Regions from separate parts of the Gossypium hirsutum genome. Here region 2 is linked to region 1. A link is a contact called in public Hi-C data. All regions are on one chromosome and are shown on one strand. Each heading gives the region's core, a stretch centred on a gene start, on an enhancer-like site or on the middle of the called end of the contact. The rest is flanking DNA. Distances are from core to core; before and after follow the strand shown. Region 1 holds the start of LOC107948832 (50S ribosomal protein L18). Region 2 has its middle 11 kb from the start of LOC107895011.

Region 1 (4,843 bases), core at 1,436-3,935:
CATTGTTCTCCAAAACGTAACTTCGAATTTTCCTCATTTAAACGAATTGCAGTGTTGGGATTCCATACAAGGAAGCTGTAGTTGAGTTCTGTGATGAAGTTCATCCACTTGCAGAGGTTGACAATCATATTACAACTTATAATTTCCCATTTATTTGTACAAGTTTCTTGTTTTTCTTCTATATTAAACACTATATATTGACATGTGTGCTTGTTTCGTATACAACGATTCTAGAACTTTTCTTTTATGCATGATCCTGTGATGTTTCGATTTCCTAATTAATATATAAAGATGGCAGCATTTACTTACAGTTTCATTCATATGCAATAGATATTTGAGAATGTAACAAAGTATTCTTTACATGCATCATCAGTCTATAGGTGCTGTTAATACTATTATAAGGAGACCTTGTGATGGGAAGCTGATTGGTTTTAATACAGATTGTGAAGCTGCTATAACTTCGATCGAGGATGCTCTAAAAGGTACCTTACATTGATTGCATATGTTTATTGTGTTGATTAGTGACTTGTCCATTCCGCCACTTCTTTACTTTTAAACTATCATATTTAGGTACTTTGATATCCGGGAAACTCTTCGTGCTAGTTGGTGCTGGAGGTGCCGGAAGAGCATTGGCATTTGGTGCTAAAAGTCGAGGAGCTCGGATACTCATTTTCGACATTATTTTGGTATGTCATACGCAACTCTTAAACAGGCAATGCTCCCTGTATGCTGATATGATTTTCAATTCTGCTCTGAACCCTTTTTTTTCTTGTGGAAAAGAAAGAGCAAAATCTCTTGCTTCTGCTGTCTTGGGTGAAGCTCGAACATTCGAACAAGTCATTAATTTCCGACCGGAGAAAGGAGCAATCCTTGCGAATGGAACACGCTCGGAATGCATCCATATACTGATCAGCGCATTCCAGTTGACCAGGAAACTTTGGGGGATTATGAGTTGGTGTTTGATGCTGTTTATACACCTAGAAAAACAAGTTTGTTGAAAGAAGCGGAGGCTGCTGGGGCAATAACTGTGAGTGGAGTTGAAATGTTCCTAAGGCAGGCAGTTTCTCAGTTCAATCTGTTCACTGATCGACAAGGTATCTCTTCAATCTCTTACCTGTTTAATCATCTTAAACTATACCTTAAACTTTATGGAACTGGGTTGCTCAGACTGGGTGTGAATGTTAGATAAGGGTACATTTTTTATATAAGTATGTTCTATCTTTTTAAGGTCTACCATGTATTTGGAGTCTTTAGAGGGTCATATCATCATACCATGTTTGAAAATGTGCAATAACTTTTTAGCTAGACTTTGTGAAAATTAAACAAAATGGACCCTTATTTGTATTCGACAGTAACATAGGTTACTATCATTTCTAAACTTATCTAAATTGAAGTGTAATTTTTATATATGTATAATATTTCCTAGGTTGGAAATTTGAAGATGTAATAATATCATTTTTTTCTATTTTTATTTGTTGAATAATAGTAGTAGATTGTATTTCTTCCATTCTAGTATTTCTAGAATTTCTACTAGGTTCAGTAGGGAAAATAGGTATTTGATCTGTTTTCATACCTATTGGTGTTGTGGAATTTGTACTAATATTATCTTCTTCTTCCTCTATTTGAGAATTAGAAGGTAAAACTAGATTATCATTTGTATTTATTATAGCATTATTTTTAAAATATAGTCTATCTCCAGATGACATATATTCTATAGTACTTACAGGTTTTGAAGTACTAGTACCACTTATTCTATCAATCATCCAATCTTTTGGTATTGATAGGTCTTTTAGATGTAGTAATTTTGGTTGTATTTCTGTAGTAAATTTATTAGGTTCAAATAACTCAGTTATTTTATTATTAATTTCTTTAATTTCTACTTCTGCCGTGTTGGTATATTCATTAATAGAAGTCCAACTTATTGCTAAATCTTCTGCTAAATCACTTATTTCAGAATTTTTTGTCTGAATTCTTAAACATAAACACTCTTCTATTAGAGAGTCTGTAATAGATATAAAATAGTTTGGTTTAACCTTAAATCCTATTACACCGGTATGTAAATTAGACTGTATTCCTCCAATAAGTGCTTTTATCGGGTTTTCAAATCTTTTATCTAATAAAACTGCTATAATAGGTATATCATGTTCTTTTCTAAATAAGGCTCTAATTGTTATCATAATTATACCTAAATGTATATATCTAACTTGAGGATATTTCTTTTTAATCCTCTTAATTTTTTCTTTAGTTTGGAGTGATAATCTGTGTTATTTCTTCCAAAAAAGTACATCCTAATACTGGAGAAATATATGTCATTAGTGTGGAAGTTGTTAATATGGTTTTTAATTTCTGTTTGTTTTGCAGCACCTGAAGAGTTTAAGCGGGACATTATTACGTCCGAGTTCTGATGTAGTGGATTACACTAAAACTTGAATAAAATTAATTGATGGAAAAATTCTAATAATTTCCCGAATTTTTTAATCATGATTCAATGTATTGGACATGGAACATTGAAGATAAGTATTAAAATATATATATGAAGAGAAAATAATATGCTTTTTTTTTCTTTTTTTCATTTGAATTAAAATACTTTGGTAACGGAAATAAAGAGTGCATTGCGAGAATTGAACCCGGGAACTCTCACACCCTAGACAAAATTCATTCCACTAGATCAAAAGGCCTTGACTGCTAATAGGTTACCACTTTATTAATATTTAAATAATACGTATATTCCTTTGTATCCAAGCGAAGTTATTTACGGTGGAACTTTGTTCTCCAGCTTTAGTAAGTTTGTTCCCAGTTTTGTATTTGCCATCTATGCCAGGTTTACCTCTCTTGCTTCTCTTCTTCTTCATCTCCCTTTCATTTATTCTACCAAAAACGCCTCTTACTTTTTTTTTTCTCACATTTCGTGCAAGACTCATTTTTCTTTGTTTGTACTCTAGTTTTAACAATGCACTTCAACTGTTCGATATAATGCTTCTTTATACAATTCGTTTCTGGTTTTCAGGGGGTGTTGTCTGTAAGATGTTGAAGCAAGCGATATGGAAGGTGTTGAGCAAAAGGGTAGTTTCAGATTCTGGTGATAAACTTCTTTTGCCTTGCTTGTACTTGCCCACGACTTCTTTTCACGCTGGACAGGTAGGTACTTTTTTTTTTTTCTTTTAAATCTTACTTCAGATTTTTTTTATGGATACCCAATTCGTTTATCCTTCGATTTTTTTCAATTAAAACCAGAACCACTAACCATTGTTTTCCAGAGATTGTGTTCATAGTTTGATAATTCAAGAAACAAAACATGAAAAATCTTATTTTGCAACTTGTTTTTGGCAAAGTCCTTTATGAGCGTGATGAATAAAAGAATTGAACTGGTGTTGACTGAAATAAGGCTAAATGCTCCTCGATAGCAAAGTAGTACCATGAGAAAATGAACCCTGTGGGGAGTGAAATAGAACATGAAGTCATGTGCTCGGAGCCCAGGGCTCTGACCGCGTGCCTGTTGAAGAAATTATGATGCTAGTAATGTTCCAAAAAAGGGTGGACTGGAGAGATTTAAAGCTTATTGTAACATCTACCTATACGGTAAACATAAAGTAAAGTATGGCCTGCATTAGGGGTTTGAAAATCGTGGAGACGAAAATTTGAAAGATGAGAGAGGGAATACATAAGCTCTGTTCGTGCATCTTTGTTTTGTTGACGTGTTGATTCAAAGAAAATCGTGTGAATCTAGTTCGACGATGTATATAAGCTGTTCATTTATTTGATATGTTAATTGGAAGGAAGTTGTGTAAATCTAGTTGAAAGGTTCTACTTTTCCAGAAAAATACCTGCTTCATTCCTTCTTCCTATTTCCTTTTGCTTAATCTGCATGCGTATAACTCTGTTTGCATCAAATCAACCCCATCATCTGTCCAATTCATATTATCAATCTATGCTTATATGCCTAAGATGCAATGTGCAAAAAATAAAAGCATTGGCTTGTTGAACTAAGGTGTAATATGCATATATGTGTGTGTTTGATAATGAAGTCTAAAGAGTAGTCCAATTTATCCGCAAAACATGCAAAATTTTCTTTCTTTTGTCTGTCAAAATGCATGATTTCCTTATAGTCTCTTATTTATTGTTGAATGCTCAAATATTGAGAAGTGTATAGTTTGATATTATCCCCTTTTTAGTGATATTATCCCTTGTGCCGAAGTGTTGCTTCATTAGCTTGTGAAGTTCAGAGTTGCAGACTTTATACAACATTTTCCCTTGTACAGTTTCATTGTTCACCAAGAAGTTTTTTTGGGGTAGAGGATTTTCTTGATGATGATAATAGCAAGCCATACACTTATCAGAAAGGAAAAAAGTCGAAGAATCCGAACAAGCATGTCTCATTTAAACAACGGACCGAAGCCTACATGGAACCATTTACACTTGATGTCTTCATCTCGAAGCGGTTTGTTTCCGCTTCTGTCACACATAGGGTGACATGTAAGCAAGTTGCAGTCGCAGGCACAAACTCGAAAGACATTAAAGCAGTACTGAGATCCAGATCGGACATTCCGGCTTGCTTGGCAATCGGGCGGATATTAGCTGAGAGAGCGAGAGAAGCCGATGTGTATACAGCTTCTTATACTCCCAGGGAGAGGGACAAATTCGAAGGCAAAATCAGAGCTGTGGTTCAATCCCTCATTGATAATGGAATTGATATTAAAGTTTATCTTGATTGAATGATTTGAATTCAGTTATTGATCTTTACACTCTTTACCCAAACCTTTTGAAAGATATTTTGTGTTATTTAATTAAGCTTGTGAATATGCTTGACTGATGTATTTCTCTCTCATTTCTATTTACATTTTGA
Region 2 (4,843 bases), core at 779-3,278, 45 kb before region 1:
TGAAGAAACATCTACGTTACTTGGACTCAAGATCAAGTATTGGATATCAATACATAACAGAAATAGGTATGCTCAAATTTTTCAAAGTTCTTTCATTAATTTATAGGAGCCATGCTAGTGTATCTAAATATGTTGTAAAGGAACAGAAGTCAGATAGGATTCTTAAGGGAAAATAAAGAGTACCAATAATGCAGAATAACACTAGCGTCTACAAGAAACAATTTCTTTTACTCTTAGTGAGTACATAAAAAGCCGTCAATGAATCAGTTAGTTTACAACAACAATGGAACCTACAAACAGCAGCAAGCTACATTTACCCTTTAACTATGGCATATCAAGGATGTCTAACCCACTGCCACAAATTCAGGCCAGGCCAAATTTGAACCTAGTGATTATTGAGAAATTATTTCATCATGAAAACGCTTTGTTAGCTTGTGCCTGTTATCAGAGTAGCCAATACGTCTGATATTTGGAAAATGAGGCTATCATAATCCGTGGTCTATTCTAACTCCAACTATTACAGGTGATAAACTCATATACTGAACAAAGTTGGATTACACAAAGATGCAAAAGGAATACTTCAAATATCACAAGGACCCATTAAAGCTAATAAGCTACATATTCTTGCAGTTGGAATAAGTGGTCAAGCAATGGGGTTTTCAAGCAACATAGAACACTGGAACTCATATAAGCATTTAAAAGCAGGATAACAAGTTCAATATGGTACAAAAAGAAAAAGAGTAGAGAAAAGAAAAAAAGGATATATTATGAATGTCTTCAATTAAACTGAATTACGAAAAGATGATTTGATTTTCACAACTAGAAATAGAAAACTTTTCAGTCAACTCTCACTTGCATTACTAATATCTATAACTGTTATAAACCAAATCATAGCTTTCAACCTTACTCACAACACCAAGTTAGAAAATCAATTACACCAAAAAGAACCAAATTTATCCAACATTATGCCAAAAAAATATAATATTACCTACATGCCACTACAAGAAAACAGACTTTTAGCGGCGTTTTTTTTAGCCAAAAACTATTAGCGGCGTTTTCCCAAGCGCCGCAAAAATACTGCTAAAGGTAACGCCATAAAATTTAACGGCATTTATCTGAAAAAAACGCCACAAAAGATCAAGACTTTTAGTGGCATTTGTAGGAAAAGCATCGCTAAAAGTCATGGCTTTTAGCGGCACTTTTTTTCACAAACGCTGCTAATTTTGGCAGATTTGAAATGTACATTTTTCACCAATATCCAACTCTTCCTGCATTAAATCTAACCAAAAACAACAAATATAGCATGAAATCCAACCAAAAACAGCAAATGTAACATAAAAAATACAATAAAAAAAACATTAAATTTATACTTCAAATTCAACGAAAGATCTATGATGTAAATTAATAAATTGTTTTAATTTTTGCCTCATAGAGGGAATCTGGGCATAAGGCTTATAAAATAAATTGGGCAAGACTGGACATGAAGAGGCATACCTAGCCTAGTGGTTAGCATGCTAGGTAGTGGGAAGGAGAGCTGGGATTCGACTCGCAGCATGTGCAAAAGTGTTTTATTTTTTCTTTATATCAGGGAATGACGTAGGGAAGCCTTATATACAGTTGAGGTTAAAAGGTAACAAAAAGGGAAGCTTGGTCCAGTGGTAGAGGCGCTGGGAGTGTGGTATAATACTTAGGTTCGAGGGTTGGCGCACGCAAAGGCTTGTTTTTATAGTCAGGTCGCACTAAAGTAAGGTTTAAGAATAGTTGCGACCGAGTTATGCTACAAGGACGCTTGTGGCGCAGTGGTAGTAGGGTGTTAGGAGTTCCACAAGGGCACAGGTTCGAGTTGCTTGGAAGGTGAAATTCCCCTTTTATTTTTAAGCGGACCAAAGCTTCAGCAGGTAAGGTTTATAATTAATTGTAACCATATATTAGTAAAGGAGAAAACATGGTGCAGTAGCTAGCACAGCTTGGGCGAAGGCGCAAGGGCACAATGCGGACGGGAGGTCTGGGGTTCGAGCTTTATCTCGTGCACGCAAGGTTGGGATTTTTGCTGCATCCGTGGGGAAGTAATTGGGGTTTGATCAGGACTCTTGGCAGCATGCTGAGCTGGTGCAAACGATGGGCTGATCGGTCAAGAGTTTGAATGGAATTCAAACATTGAATGTGGCCAAAAATCAATGAGCAATTCGGAACTAATAAGTGTCGTATATTTTTGCCTTTAGGATTTAGTTTTTCTTTTCTTTTCTTTTCTCTTCATCTACTTTCTCTTCTTCTTTTCCCCCATAGCCGAATCCTTCTACTATTTTACTCATCTCCACTTTCTAATCATTTATTCCTAAGCTTTATATACAAAAGCCGAAATCCCGAAAGCCTATATTTCTTTTATGCCGATTTCTCCTAGCCAAACCCTCTAATTCTTCTCCATCTTGTGGTTGATTCTTTCTTCTTCTAAACCCTAAAGTTCTGTCGACAAAGCCACTACAAAACTCTCATATCTCATCTTCTTCACTATTTCAAAAAGCTGAAAACTCCATAGTTTAGGGGCATAGCCGAATCTTTAGACCAGAAAAGGACCGGCTTCTGCTAGGGTTTGAAGGTTAGATCTACATCAGAATCGAATAAGAACTAAAGTGGAATCGTTGGCTGAAGGAACCGGTGGTAAGTTTTTGAAATTATTTCTTTATTTCAGGAGTTAAGAAAAGCCGAAACCCTTATGGGTGGCTAGCGTTTTGGACTAAGGGTTTTGTGCCTCTTTCTGTTTGGTTGTGTAAACGTTAGCGTGGACAAGGGGACGTATAGCAAAGGGCTTGAAGACTAATTCGGTTGGCTCATCAAATCTAACCCATATTTCGGCAAAAGGTAAAGAACTTTGGGATCTAAGGCTGTGTTGGCCGAATACGGTAAGGGGTTAAATACGTAGTTCATTTTTGATATTTAGATTGACGTGTTAGTAATCCAATTGTAGGCAGTTCATGTGAGGATCTCACCAATGTACCGTTCTAAATCAGGTGTGTATCGAATACCCTCTCATAGTTCAAATCGGTAAAAGCCGAAATGCCAAAAATCCGGCATTTCGTGGGCTTGTGAGTGTGCGAGTGCTCACAAGACGTTTAGAAATCATTAGATCTAAAATCAAAAAGTGGTAAGTTAGTCGTGTGTGAAATTTCGTGCACTTCAGTAATTGGGCCTCGATAGGCTAAAACTGGGCCCAATGGGCTTATGGGCCCATACGGGTAAAATAATAAAAAAATAGGCAATAAGTATGTTCTGTTAGACTGTGGAATCGAAACTACTTAAACCGGTAAACTGGTCATAAAACTTGAATTGAATGGACTTAAATTGCTAGTGGACACTGTAGGGCCCATCAGGGGTTTTAGGGCCCAATGGTTAAAATTGTAAAATTGAGACAAATAAATTATTGCGATGACAAATGGGCTAGTAAGGATAGTAACATTCGTGAGAAATCTTAAAACTGATAAAATTACTGAAATACCTTTATAGGTGAAAAATTTACAGATTTACCCCTAGGAGCAAAATTACTAATATACCCCTAGGGTTAAGGTTGACCTGAATGCATGTTTGACTGTTACTATTTACTGCATGTCATGTTATTATTATCTGATGCATGGGACTGGGTTATTGATGGAGGAAGTACTGAAAGTGGCTTGTCCACGTACTGGAGGCTTTGCCTCAACTTACTGATATCTGAGCAGCAATGCTGCAATTGTGGAGTGTAGGGCTGGGTGGGTTGAGCTATTCCCCACATGGAGTGTAGGGCTGGTACGGGTGGAGTGTAGCGGTTGGTTATTGGTTGGGTAGGGCTTGCATACACGAATATGTCTGTTCTGTTCTGGAATGAGCCTATGGGCCATACTGTTATCTGAAAAGGGGCTAAGGCCCAGTTTACTGTATTCTGAAAAGGGCTTCGGCCTAGTACCCGCTGTTATCTGAATAGGGCTTAGGCCCAATGGGCTTGAGCTTACTTGGGCTTTGGATGGGTTTTCCATACACACTGAGTTTTCCAAACTCACCCCATTTCTCTTCCATCCTTGCAGGTGAGCCCTAGTTGGTGGACTTGGAGCTGTGCGGGATTCAGAGTGGCCACGAAGATTAAATTTCTGGTTTTTAAATAAGTTTCAATTAGCTTCCTTTTAAATTTCGCATTTATTTTTGATTATTTCTATTTTGGTTAAAGTTGTAATAAGGCCGCTTTATTATTTTTATTTTGGGTTTTTAAATTACTTAAATCGTTTTCAACTTGAGATTCACATCACTTAAATTGATTCCTTAAAATTGGATAGCCCTAGGGTGCGTATTATAAAAGTTACTTATTTTCAAAATATCAAGATATCTGAGCAAAGCTTCCGCAACGTAAATGTTTTCAAAGGAAATAAATATTTTAAATAGACTTAAACTTAATTTGTTGTTCGTGGTCAAGTAATAAGCTTAAAGTGTGGCAATGGATGTGTGCATGTCTAGGATTGGATCATGGAAGAGCTAGGTACTTAAGCAGTCTAATTGACTCACCTCCTCTTTTCTTGAATCCTACCTGGTGCGCAGCTTCCATTCATTTTAATTTAAAACGAAAATATTCTTTAAACACTAAGAAAGATTTTAGATAAAACATGACTTCTCTAATAATGCTTCAATGTGACGCCAGATTCGGTCGTAACATCTAGGCCGGGTTTGGGGTGTTACATTTGCAACCTTTTATATTGTTTATTTATTACACATGGTTAGTAATATTACATTTGCAACTATAGTAATAAACATGTGACGATTATTCGGTTTTACATGTGAGCAATAAAGATTTATGGTTCAACATGTTCTTATTGTCAATGTT

Evidence for each region. Hi-C and Micro-C count contacts between places; a contact is called where the count stands out from the background.
Region 2: a Hi-C map of hypocotyl shows a contact between it and region 1, with 4 times the contacts expected there. The contact joins the enhancer-like site here to the promoter of LOC107948832 in region 1. A contact is called at or near these places in 5 of 34 Hi-C or Micro-C datasets (fibers, hypocotyl and leaf).

The regions. Positions count from the first base shown.
Region 1 is chrA13:68,268,589-68,273,431 of Gossypium_hirsutum_v2.1, reverse strand. LOC107948832 (50S ribosomal protein L18) reads left to right here and starts at 2,685. Exons shown (of 3, transcript XM_016883485.2): 1 at 2,685-2,821; 2 at 3,008-3,138; 3 at 4,260-4,810. The coding sequence starts at 2,815. The coding sequence ends at 4,712. LOC107948831 (bifunctional 3-dehydroquinate dehydratase/shikimate dehydrogenase, chloroplastic) reads left to right here. Exons shown (of 9, transcript XM_016883484.2): 5 at 53-116; 6 at 374-482; 7 at 571-686; 8 at 781-1,094; 9 at 2,362-2,495. The coding sequence ends at 909.
Region 2 is chrA13:68,313,391-68,318,233 of Gossypium_hirsutum_v2.1, reverse strand. No RefSeq gene overlaps it. Among protein-coding and RNA genes, the nearest start is that of LOC107895011, 11 kb to the left of the region's middle. Within about 2 kb of position 2,028, at least 3 of the 9 cell types and tissues checked have an H3K27ac peak or open chromatin away from gene starts, as enhancers often do. A contact at or near this core is called in hypocotyl and leaf, where this site is marked.